Linked DNA regions of Zea mays: region 1 is linked to region 2. A link is a contact called in public Hi-C data. All regions are on one chromosome and are shown on one strand. Each heading gives the region's core, a stretch centred on a gene start, on an enhancer-like site or on the middle of the called end of the contact. The rest is flanking DNA. Distances are from core to core; before and after follow the strand shown. Region 1 overlaps LOC100193730 (alpha/beta-Hydrolases superfamily protein). Region 2 has its middle 45 kb from the start of LOC103647429.

The links. Hi-C and Micro-C count contacts between places; a contact is called where the count stands out from the background.
Region 1: a contact with region 2 is called in a Hi-C map of tassel, with 5 times the contacts expected there. The contact joins two enhancer-like sites. A contact is called at or near these places in 4 of 25 Hi-C or Micro-C datasets (ear, endosperm, leaf and 1 more).

What each region holds. Positions count from the first base shown.
Region 1 is chr2:186,502,164-186,507,882 of Zm-B73-REFERENCE-NAM-5.0, reverse strand. It overlaps LOC100193730 (alpha/beta-Hydrolases superfamily protein), which reads left to right. Exons shown (of 4, transcript NM_001138818.1): 4 at 715-1,319. The coding sequence ends at 1,183. Among protein-coding and RNA genes, the nearest start is that of LOC100193730, 8.7 kb to the left of the region's middle. Within about 2 kb of position 3,267, at least 20 of the 20 cell types and tissues checked have an H3K27ac peak or open chromatin away from gene starts, as enhancers often do. A contact at or near this core is called in tassel, where this site is marked.
Region 2 is chr2:186,309,466-186,314,832 of Zm-B73-REFERENCE-NAM-5.0, reverse strand. No RefSeq gene overlaps it. Among protein-coding and RNA genes, the nearest start is that of LOC103647429, 45 kb to the right of the region's middle. Within about 2 kb of position 3,367, at least 11 of the 20 cell types and tissues checked have an H3K27ac peak or open chromatin away from gene starts, as enhancers often do. A contact at or near this core is called in tassel, where this site is marked.

The DNA.
Region 1 (5,719 bases), core at 2,018-4,517, 190 kb before region 2:
CCATCAAGACAATAATATGACCCCTGGAAGACTGGAAGTCATCCTGATAGCCACACAATGCATTTGTGAATTTTATTTTGTGTACCTCATATTGCTATTTGTTGTGCAATGTCCATGTTTTTGCTGATTATACTGCATGTTCTGATTGGCCTATCACATTCGGTAAACAATGCATTTGTTTCCTGTGTTTAGTAGTGCAGTGCTGCTATGAATACAAATGGTTTTCATCCATATACAGCCTAGGTTGCCATGCAACAAAGTGCAGCTCTCATTTCAATGGATTTATCTGTATTCTTTTGTAGAGAAAGTGGCAATAGCATGGTTTTGCAGGCACTTGCATTAATGGATCAGGTTCCGTTTGGATTGCAGAATTTTTACAGGAATCAGTTCATTTTCATAGTAAAAAAACAGTAAACAGAAGAAAAATCCCTAGTTCTAAAGGAGCCCTTGATCTGATTAGGGAGATCACCATTCACCAGTTCTGCTGTCCAGCAGTTATATATCTTTCATTTTCATGTGCACACTATCAAGCTATATCAGTCATTCAGTACTGGGGTTTAAGCAGCAATGCAGCATCCTGAATCATGTGTTAAATGATAACAACAATAATGATTTAAAAAATAAGACCTTGTCGTCCCCACCAGGCCACAGACCTGGGTTATCAATGCTTAAGATTCCAATTGATTCTACTGAAAATACCTTTTCTATTGATAGGTATGGGCTTCTACGAGGAACCCTCAGGGCTCCAGCCCTGGGCTGGATGATGTACAATGTTCTGGTGAGCAATGAAAAGTCGATCCAGTCTCAGTACAAGTCCCACGTCTACGCCAACCCTGACAACGTGACGCCAGCTATCATCGAGAGCCGATACGAGTTAACCAAAAGAAAAGGCGCACGGTTCGTCCCCGCGGCCTTCCTGACAGGCCTCCTTGATCCTGTCCAATCGAGGGAGGAGTTTCTGCAGTTGTTCGCCAAGTTAGACGGAGACGTACCAGTTCTGGTAGTGTCAACGGTCAATGCTCCCAAGAGATCCAAGGCCGAGATGGAGGCTCTAAGGGGCTCTAAAGGGGTGACGAAGTTTGTGGAGGTCGCAGGCGCTCTTCTACCGCAGGAAGAATACCCCTTGGCAGTCGCGGAGGAACTCTACAGCTTCCTGCAGGAATCATTCGCAGCAAGAAGGTGAATGTGCGTGCGTGCGTGCGCACAACTGTGCCAGAAGACAGGTTCTCAAGTCCCACACATCGTGAGTAAATTCGTTAGCCTGCTACAGTGTACTGGAGGTTTTTAGCAACAATAAAGCGGCATCACTCGTTCACTTCCCTAGTGCCACGATTCAATAGCCTGCGACAGAGCAGACAGCAGACAATCGCATGACATCGCCGGTGTGCGCAAAGCATGCCGCCGTGATACCAGATTTCGATCAGGCACGTCGTGGTTCGTGTCTGATCTGCATCAGAGCCTAACCCTTCGGTCCGGTGGAGCCCATTCATTGCACATGGTCGCAGCAGGTTCGTGGTCGTAAAATTTTCTCAGGTCCTGGTCCTGGTTCTTGGTAATTGATGGCCGAAGTACAAGGCCTCGACGACGCCGGTCAGTGGTCTCCTGAGGTAGACGTTTCTCCCCTCTCCCTCCCCTCCTCCAGTACATTTCAACAGCTAGGTTGGAGGCGTTGTTGCTTTGAGAGTTTGAGTAGTGACTTGTGATTGTGAGCACTCAGCTTTCACCGGGGCATCAATGCCACGAGACTGAGAAGTGTCCCCCTCCGCTCTGATGCCGCTAGAATCAGGCACAGTAGTACAGTACAGAGTACGCTGCGGAGCAACATGCGGATTCTGATCAATAATTGGCGCATGATTCCAGTGGCTGGCCGTGCCGCGGCTATCAATGCCACATTTACGGTCCAGGGAGGGATGGAAGGGGTGATCATGTTTTCTATAATGTTTGATGAGAGTCACACGGAGATTTGTGAATTTTTGGTGGCAACGTAGTTCTAAAAAATCGAAGGGACGTTGTTGGCCTACCTCATCCTACTTTAACATTAAACCAGACACACCCTTAATAAAACCTCTCACGCCAGGCCAACGGCGGCCTCGCCGGTGCATCCAGACAGCGGTCCAGCCACTGAAGCTCCCGTCGGGCATCCCAGGCCGTGCCCTGCCTGCCACGTGTCCCGGCGTTGAGCTTGGCACGAGCGGCAGGGAAGCGCATTCAATGGAGGGAGAGCGAAGTCTGCGTGGCAAGTAAATAGGTGTCCCAGTTCGGAGGTGGACTTTCTTCCCCTGGCCGTTGTTCTAGAGGATCGGCGATGGAGCGGGATCGACACCGCCGCGTCGTCGCCCGTCGATTTAAATGCTGGGGGGAACGGCCCTTGATTTGCCTGAACGGATCGGTAGGATACAGATACGGGGCCGTATAGTATACGTGTGGTGAATTGAATTGTTTAAGATTGCGTGGTCCAGATGGCACGCGCGGCGTTGCCGTTTGTGCTGTGAGTGAGAGCGTTAAGCTGGCGAAGGTTCAGCATTTCGGCTATATCACCATTGCGATGTTTCTCGCCAGGGGTACAACAACTACAAGCGCTGAATCGCAGAAAACAACATCGCGGAAAGCCGTTATGAAACGCATCCCGAGAGAGACTGGAACCAAAACTATTATTATTATTATATATAATAAAACCCCGGCGGTGACAGCGATCGCTTTTATTTGGAACACTTGGTAGGTAAGATAAGGCCCCGTCCTCCGTTTGAGGTGTGGGACTCCCCTGCTACCAAGGGCGGTGATCCGTTGCAGTAGGGTTGTTTGTTGTAGTAGGCCTTCAACCTTGTCATCTTCCATCCCCCCGTCCCTTTTGACGCCAGTTGATTCAGTCTCATCTGCCCAAACCGAACGGGGGGGGGGGGGGGGGGGGGGGGGGGGGGGGGGGGGGGGGGGGGGGGGGGGGGGGGGAGTGCAGTCACGGTCATGGCTCTGATCTGATCAGACCCCGTCTTCATCTTGACACGTACATATCCATGACAAAGAAAAGCGTTGGTTTAATTTGGTAGCAGCAGCGTGTCCAGATCCAGACCACTCTCAACTAAAGGACAAGGTGAGCGTGCTGCAATCTGCTCCGCATCGCAAACGGCCAAAAGGTCTCTGATAAATCCTTTCGCCCTTTTTTTATTGTTTTTTTGCTTGGCGTCCAGACAAAACGAGACATGAGGCGTTCGTTTGGGCCCATCTGATAACTGCTGGCTGGCTGGCTCGCTCGCTGCTGCTACGTCGCTGCGTCAGCGACCTGGGCTCGCTGCCAAGTCCCCCCCACCCCACCAACTCCAACAAAAAGGCAAGTTGGACTCCAACAACAGGAAATGGCAAGTTCTTCGCTATCCCCAGCCCATAAAACCCTCTCGACGGTGCTCCCATCGTCATCAGCTTGTCGTTGCCGCAAAATGATGGCCGGTTGTTCATCATGCATGATCATCACACACACACACACAGGTTCCTTGCTCATGCATCCAGAGACTTCCCCTTTGTCATGCATGTCCAGACAAAGTTTCAGTTCCTCCTCCCCCTCCCTTATTGTATTAACTGCTACCCAGCTTTGGCTGTACATCGATTTGGCAACAGGGCAAGCCGCCACTGGGATCGCGTAGCCTTCTAAAACCATTCGAAACTGGTGAGGACCAAACACTAGCCAAATCCAGATTCCAGACCAAACACTAGCTAGATTTCGCGACATGCATCACGACCGAAGGCAACTGATCTCGGCGCCACACCTCCAGCGTGTGGATGCAGTGCAGCCATGAGGCAGATAGATGCAACGAGATCCTCTGCCGTAAGCTCCTCCGGGCAGCACAAAGCACGGGCATCGTCATCCTGTAGGCGGTGGCGCATCCGGCGCGACGCTCGTGGAGAGCTAGTAGCTAGCCACCAAATAAAGGACTCCGCTCTCGATCGGCGCCGCGCGCATGCATGCTCCACAAGCTCTCGTGCCCCGCGCAACTTCGCCATGCCTAGGAAGAATGGCTACGTAGGCTGGTGATACCGAGTAATGCATGGCACTGTCAGAAACGTGCTCTTTATCGAGTGCTCGAGCTTTGCCGAATATAAAATCATGGGCACTCGACAAAGAATATTTTATCGAGTGTCACTCTCAACGAAAAATAACGCTCGCAAAGACCGGACCATTTTTGCCGAGTTGAACCAAAGACTTTGGTGCTCGGTAAGTACCATCGTTTTATCCAGCGCCAGAAGAACGTCCGCCTGCATTTATTCATTTGAGCAATGTCCCAGCCTCAAATTGGTCAGCAACTCTCTCCCCGCGTCGTACCCCCGGCTGGCTTAATTTCCTCGTAGGGTTCCTTGATGAGAAGCGAGGGACACCGCTGCCTGTGCAGCCACCTGCATGCATGCCAATCGAACCGACGCATAGCGAGTCCTTTGGCAGAGAGCTTACCGAAACTGTGCAATCATGAGGATCGAAATTCTTCCTTCTTGGAGGTGGAAGAACGTGTGTTGGCGTCGCTCCCTTCCTCGCTCTTTTTCCCTCCCCCACGACCAAGATTATCTATCTATCTCCATCCGGTAGTTCAAGCCCCCCACACGGACGGCCTCGTGATTATTGACGCTTGTAGTGTTGACATCTAGGGACACCATACGCACGAAACCAAAAAAATATCTAACTCCAGATTTTCGTCCCTCACGCATCTAACGGCGTGCACGTCGCTGCTCCATATATATATATATATGAAGAGGTAATGGAAGCCCTGGGCTTCCCCTACTAATGGAAGCCCCAGCCAGGGCGCGGTCGACTCAGCACCCGCATGCTTGCGTCAGCCATGCAATCAACAGCTAAGATTCTAGGACGATAAGCGTAACGCAATATACGAATGCATATATATATGGATAAAGATGCGTAAAACATGCATAAAGGAATCTTTTGAAGCCCGAATCACGTGGAACGAATATGACACTGTGGACAGCGTTTACGACTGCATAATGACATGTACTTGACAGCATAAATCATGCAGTATGTGGTTCTGGTTCTGGCTCGGGCGGATTCCAGCGTAAACCGTGGGCTAAAACAGCGTAAATGAGTATGAAATTTAGCGTAAATCCTATATCTGTTTTGTAACAGCAAATGGGGCCTAAAATTAAGCAGCCGATCGTGAGCGGGGTCATGGCTCGGGCCGATTCCAGCGTAAAACGTGAGCTAAAATAACGTAAATGAGTACGAAATTTAGCGTAAATCCTATATCTGTTTTGTAACAGCAAACAGAGCCAAAAATTACGGCGTGAAAATCGCGTGCAGCCGATCGTGCGCGGGTTCTGGCTCGAATGATTTCAGCGTAAAACGTGAGCTAAAACAGCGTATATGAGTACAAAATTTAGTATAAAACACGCGCACAATCTCATTTCGTAAAGAGATTGCTGTAAAACACATCAAAAAGTGTCATAAATTTGGCGTAAAACGTAGTAAGACTGTTTTTAATGGAAGCATAAAATACAACAAGAAGTGTCGTAAAATTTAGTTTGAAAATGCATAAATCATGATGGTCTCATAGGGCACTTGTTTTGTTCACAGTACATCAAAATATAAAGCACAACGATATTTTGCCAGTATTGTTGCAATCATACACGATTTATTTGACATGACAAAAAAACAAGGAGCTAGCCCTGTCTTCGGTACTTCAGACATTTGGAACCATTAGCCTTTAGCTAGGTCGTGGTCCGAAAT
Region 2 (5,367 bases), core at 2,118-4,617:
ACGGTGACAAAGTCGCGTCGGGGACGGACTGCACTGTTATCTCAGGTACGAGGCTAACGCCCAGCAAGCCCTCTGCGAGTGTGCTGGCGTCATCTATCCGCTTGGGGTTGGCATGTTGCGGGGAAACGACACTCGTCGTTGTCTCAGGCGCGAGGACAACGCCCGACATGTCCCCCGCTGGGGTGCCGGCGTCGTCGACTTGCTCGACAGCCAACGAGGTGCCGCCTCCTGCTTGGCCACGGTTGCCCCGCCTCCTCCTCCTGCGGCGAGGAAGGCGGCGGGACAAACCCGGATGTTGTTCTTTCGCCACGGGGGAAAGACGTCGTTGAGTTCGCCGCCGCCGGGCGAGATGACGGCCGTCGTCGCCGCTGCCGCGCTGCGGGGGAAGGAGCACCATGTTGTAGCTGTAGTCGAGGGACATGAACTCGAGACTCCCGAAACGGAGCAGCGTCCCGGGCTGAAGAGGTTGTTGGAGACTACCCATCTGGAACTCAACGGGAAGTTGTTCGTCAACACGCAACAGGCCCCTACCTGGCGCGCCAACTGTCGGCGTTTCGACCCCGGAGGTCCCTGGACCGACGAGTAAAATTGTCGCTGCGTGTCCCAGCCCAGATGGGTTGGCGCGAGACGGAACATAAGGGGGGCAAAACGCGGCTCGTGTTATCCTGCGCCAGGGGGATGCGCTTGCAGTAGGGGTTGCAAGCATTCGCGAGGGAGAGAGAGAGAGAGAGTGAGCCGGTTCGTCAGCCCGTCCTCCCGCGCGACCCTCTCGCATGAGGGCCCTGGACCTTCCTTTTATAGATGCAAGGAGAGGGTCCAGGTGTACAATGGGGGTGTAGCTATGTGCTAACGTGTCCGGCAGAGAGGTGCTAGAGCCCTGTGTACATGCCAACGTGGCTGTCGGAGAGGTGCTAGAGCCCTGTGTACGCGGTGTCGTGGCCGTCGAAGGAGCGCTTGAGCCCTGTAGAAGCACAGATGTCGGGGCTGCTGGGATCTTGCTGACGTCTCCTTACTTCCGAAGGGGGTTGAGAACCACTATCGTCATGGATGCACGCGGGGAGCCATCATTACTTGTTACCGGGGCGAGTCTGGATGGGACGCCAGTCTTGTTCCCCCGTAGCCTGAGCTAGCTAGGGGTAGGGTAATGATGTACCCCCCGTGGCGTGGTCGGTCCGAGCCCAAAGTCGGGCGAGGCGGAGACTCCTCCTGAGGCCGAGGTCGGGCGAGGACGCGATTCCTCCCGAGGTCGAGGTTGAGGCCGAGCCCTGGGGTCGGGCGAGGCGGAGACCACCTTCCGAGGTCGAGGTTGAGGCCGAGCCCTGGGGTCGGGCGAGGCGGAGACCACCTTCCGAGGCCGAGGGTGAGGCCGAGCCCTGGGGTCGGGCGAGGCGGAGATCTCCTCCTGAGGCCGAGGCCTAAGGTCGGGCGAGGCGGAGCTTCCTGTTGCGCCTGAGGCTGGACTTAGCTGTTGTCAGCCTCACCCTGGCGGGTGGCACAACAGTCGGAGAGGGGCGAGCGGCGCTGTTTTCCTGTCAGGTCGGTCAGTGGAAGGGCGAAGTGACTACGGTCACTTCGACCTTGCCGACTGAGGCACGTGTGTCAGGATAAGGTGTCAGGCGATCCTCGCATTGAATGCGCCTGCGATACGGTCGGTTGGTGAGACGATTTGGCCAAGGTTGCTACACAACGAAACCTGCCCGAGCTGGGCTTCGGGCAAGTCGAGGGTGCGCCCGTTGCTTGAGGAGGCCCTCGGGCGAGGCGTGAATTCGCATGAGACCACTGTTCCCGCCCGAGGCTGGGCTCGAGCGAGGCGAGATCGTGTCCCTTGAGTAGACGAAGCCTTGACCTGGATTGCGCCCATCAGTCTCTGCAGCTTGTGCTGATGGTGGTTACCAGTCGTGTTTATGAGTGTTGGGGGTACCCCTAATTAGGATACCCGACACTAATATTACTTCGGATCCTATAAAGTGTGACCTTGTCAAGCATATTGACGTGGATGCCTCTTACATTAGATTGCAGATGCATGATCATGTTGCGACCTTCGTCATGTGCCTTCAGATGTTGCGACCTTCGTCATTAGATTGCAGATGCATGATCATGTTACCCATTCCTTTAGACTGTGTCCAGTGGACTTTGGAAAATAGAAGATACAAAATTGTAAATGACATTGTTTGTAGAACAAAGTTTAAAATAGAATATAAGATAGGAGATGAGATATGAGATCTGCTGAAGATCATAGCTTTATGCATGCATGAAAACCTAGACAGAGCACAATTATTTTCTCTCTCAACTTCAGTGTTTGTTTGAGATATGATGAGTTTGAGGGGAAACCGGGAAGGGGTTGTTTGTTAATGTATATATCATGTATTTTACCTACTAGACCATACGGTGTTATGTGCACTTCTCTACATCCCTACGTTTCCACCATGGAGCATGGTTATACAGCCGAGTTGCATCGATCGAAACTCATATCTATCTCAACATACAGAAGAATATATGTAATTAAGTTTCACGCTAAGTAGTGTGCTGTTCTGCACGCGACGAGCGTACGTACGCGTGCACGGCCCCGTGGAATTAATAGAGTTTGCCCGTACGTCGTACTTGTACACATATATACATATGGACGATCTAACAGTCGTACTTCGTTCTACACACGTTGGTACTACTGGTAGTGGTAGCTAGTACGTGCGTAGTACTCCTGCACTATTTATAAGAATATAAGTTGGACCCGTATGAGCAGCAAATACTACTGCATATGGTCTATGTTAATTCATATAATATTACGACTGCACACGTACAAAAGCGATGATCTGATCCTTAGGTCTGGAGACGACGACGATGCTCGCACATTCTTCAGTATTTGCCTGCATATGTCCTGCAGCTATTAGCGGCCTCCCTCAACGAACGATCGATCCCATTCAGAGGAGAATAGGAGATAGAAGCGCAAGCGTGAAACAAGCTAGCACCAGCAGATTTAAAGCATGCACGCACGCAATATCTCTATTTAATTTCACGCGATCGATCGACACCGTACCCATAGACGCCAGTGGTTCTTGCGCGCGGCGGTAGCAGACGTTGGTTTCAGCCTATATATGCATTTTTTTGCAGGCTAGCAGTGTGCAGTATAGCCATAGCCCATAGCCAGTTAGCTCCATCACCATTGCATGGAGGTTGAGGACGACCCGGCTGGTGCTTGCTGTGCCCATGAAACAATGGATCGCACAGCCGGAGTTAGTACGAGAGCATGCATGGTCGGGAACCGCCGGCAGGGAGCTTGGAGGCGAGGCCATTCCTTGAGAGTTGAAAAGGTCGTCGTCGACGCGTACGTACTCATCCTGTCTTGTCAGGAAACCAAGTCATCAAAGCCCATTACGAGCAGTACGGACCTGAATAAAAATCAGCAAGTACGCGGTTTGGTGAAGGCATGCGGTGCATGTGGTGGGCCGGCCGGGTTGCCAAAGCTTTTTGTTCGTCGTCCCCCTCACCGATGTGATGTGACCAATGCATCTCACATACTTAACAATAAATTCTAAAATAAATCTGCCAAGGTATACTCGTGAATCTTACTTTATCCTGCACACGATAAGTTTGGAACTAAATCCATTAGATCTAGAGATTGTAACCGAGTCAGTGACTAGTTTTGGCTTGTAATGGATCCATCAGATCGTAACCAAGTCAATTTAAGTTTTCTATATTTTTATGTGTGGTTATCCTAAGCCTAATTTCCCTATATGATAGCGAGGGTGTTGTCCCTGAAAGATATGAGAAACAATCAAAATACTACATGTTAGTGCTTTATATATGGGAGTCTTTATTTGGTGCTACGTGATCTTAGGCTCCTAGTGTAAATTCAAACGCATATCGTTTGAAACGCTAGATTTTTTGCAATCTCGTGTTTGGATCTGGTACACCACATGCTAATAAATAATAGAAATATGGATTAAACACAAGACATATAATTTTACGTGGAAAACCCTTACGAGAAAAACCACAGCGCCAACCGCAATCTTCATTGTATGTTGATTGTTAAGAGTTTATAGATAGAAGACAACGAATACAATGTGTCGTGTCTCTTCCCGTGTGACTAACAAGATGTATATAGAAAGCTGACAGACTACAATTTAATACAAAATAATTCCGTTAATTGACATAACCTCAAACCGTAGTTCTCTGGCCGTCCCCGCAAGGCTCATGTTAGAATTCAGATTATATTCTAACAAATTATAGCAGTGGACATCTGCTTTTGACATAACAGCATTGTACTAAATAGCGGGCTACAGCAGCAGCGTTCTTATTCTGAGCATAAACATCATCCACGGCAACGAGCTTACTATGTTTTATTGAAAATAAAATCTACTAACACACATTATATATGCCCCATTTTGACATGGCTCAAATCCAAATACACACTATATATGCTACTTTCATTTTGGCAAAGCTAGACTGCCGTTTAGACCTAAGAGCATCTCCAACAAACTAGCTAAATGGCTAGTCAAGCCAAATTTTGGCTATTCAACGACAAAATAACTCTCCAACAGACTAGCTATCTGACTCGCTAAGCTATCCAATTCTCCAAATTAACTTCCTCACTAGCTAGCCAAACTTGACTAGCCACCTGACTAGCCAAATTAGATAGATAGTCTGTTGGAATGAGATGTTACATATAAAGTGTAATTTTATGAAAAGACAAATAGAGAGTCAAATAGAGGAAAAAAATGAAAAGTTTCTTGTAGATGCTCTAAAGCCGCCGAAAATAACTGTAACTGTTGTAGTGTTTAGCATACTGTCAACTTTGACATAGTAAACTAAAAAAACAGTCACGATTGGAACGCAGCAGGCAAAAACAAAAACAGAACATGGGCCCATAGTAGATCCTAATTTTGATTTTTTGCTTTCCGTAAGGGAGGCCCAGTGAAGAATTAACGACACATGAACATAAGGAATCAAACCCAAAAAAGACCATGCTAGCTGATGGAATGAGGCCCAGTATGAAAATGAAATTACCTTTTTCCTAAAGAAAAGTTCTGCTGTGCTATTTAGCCTTTTTTATCTTTCTAAAGCTACTTATTTGTCCTAGATTCTTAGAAACTATCTTCGGTTTCCATATACGATCATTTGGTTAGTTTGAGACCTAACCGTGCTAAGGCCATTTACCATAAAGATTATATAATCCAGCTTAAATAAGTTAAGATGTAAACAAACAACACAAACTATTAGGTGGATTATATAATCTAGATACCTAGATTATGATAATATTTTGTATAGTTTAAAGTTGTCATAGTTGCATAAAATAAGAAATATATTGTTTGTGAACAATGTGGAATATTGCCCAAAATTAAACAGAGACAAGCAGCTGAACTCTACAAA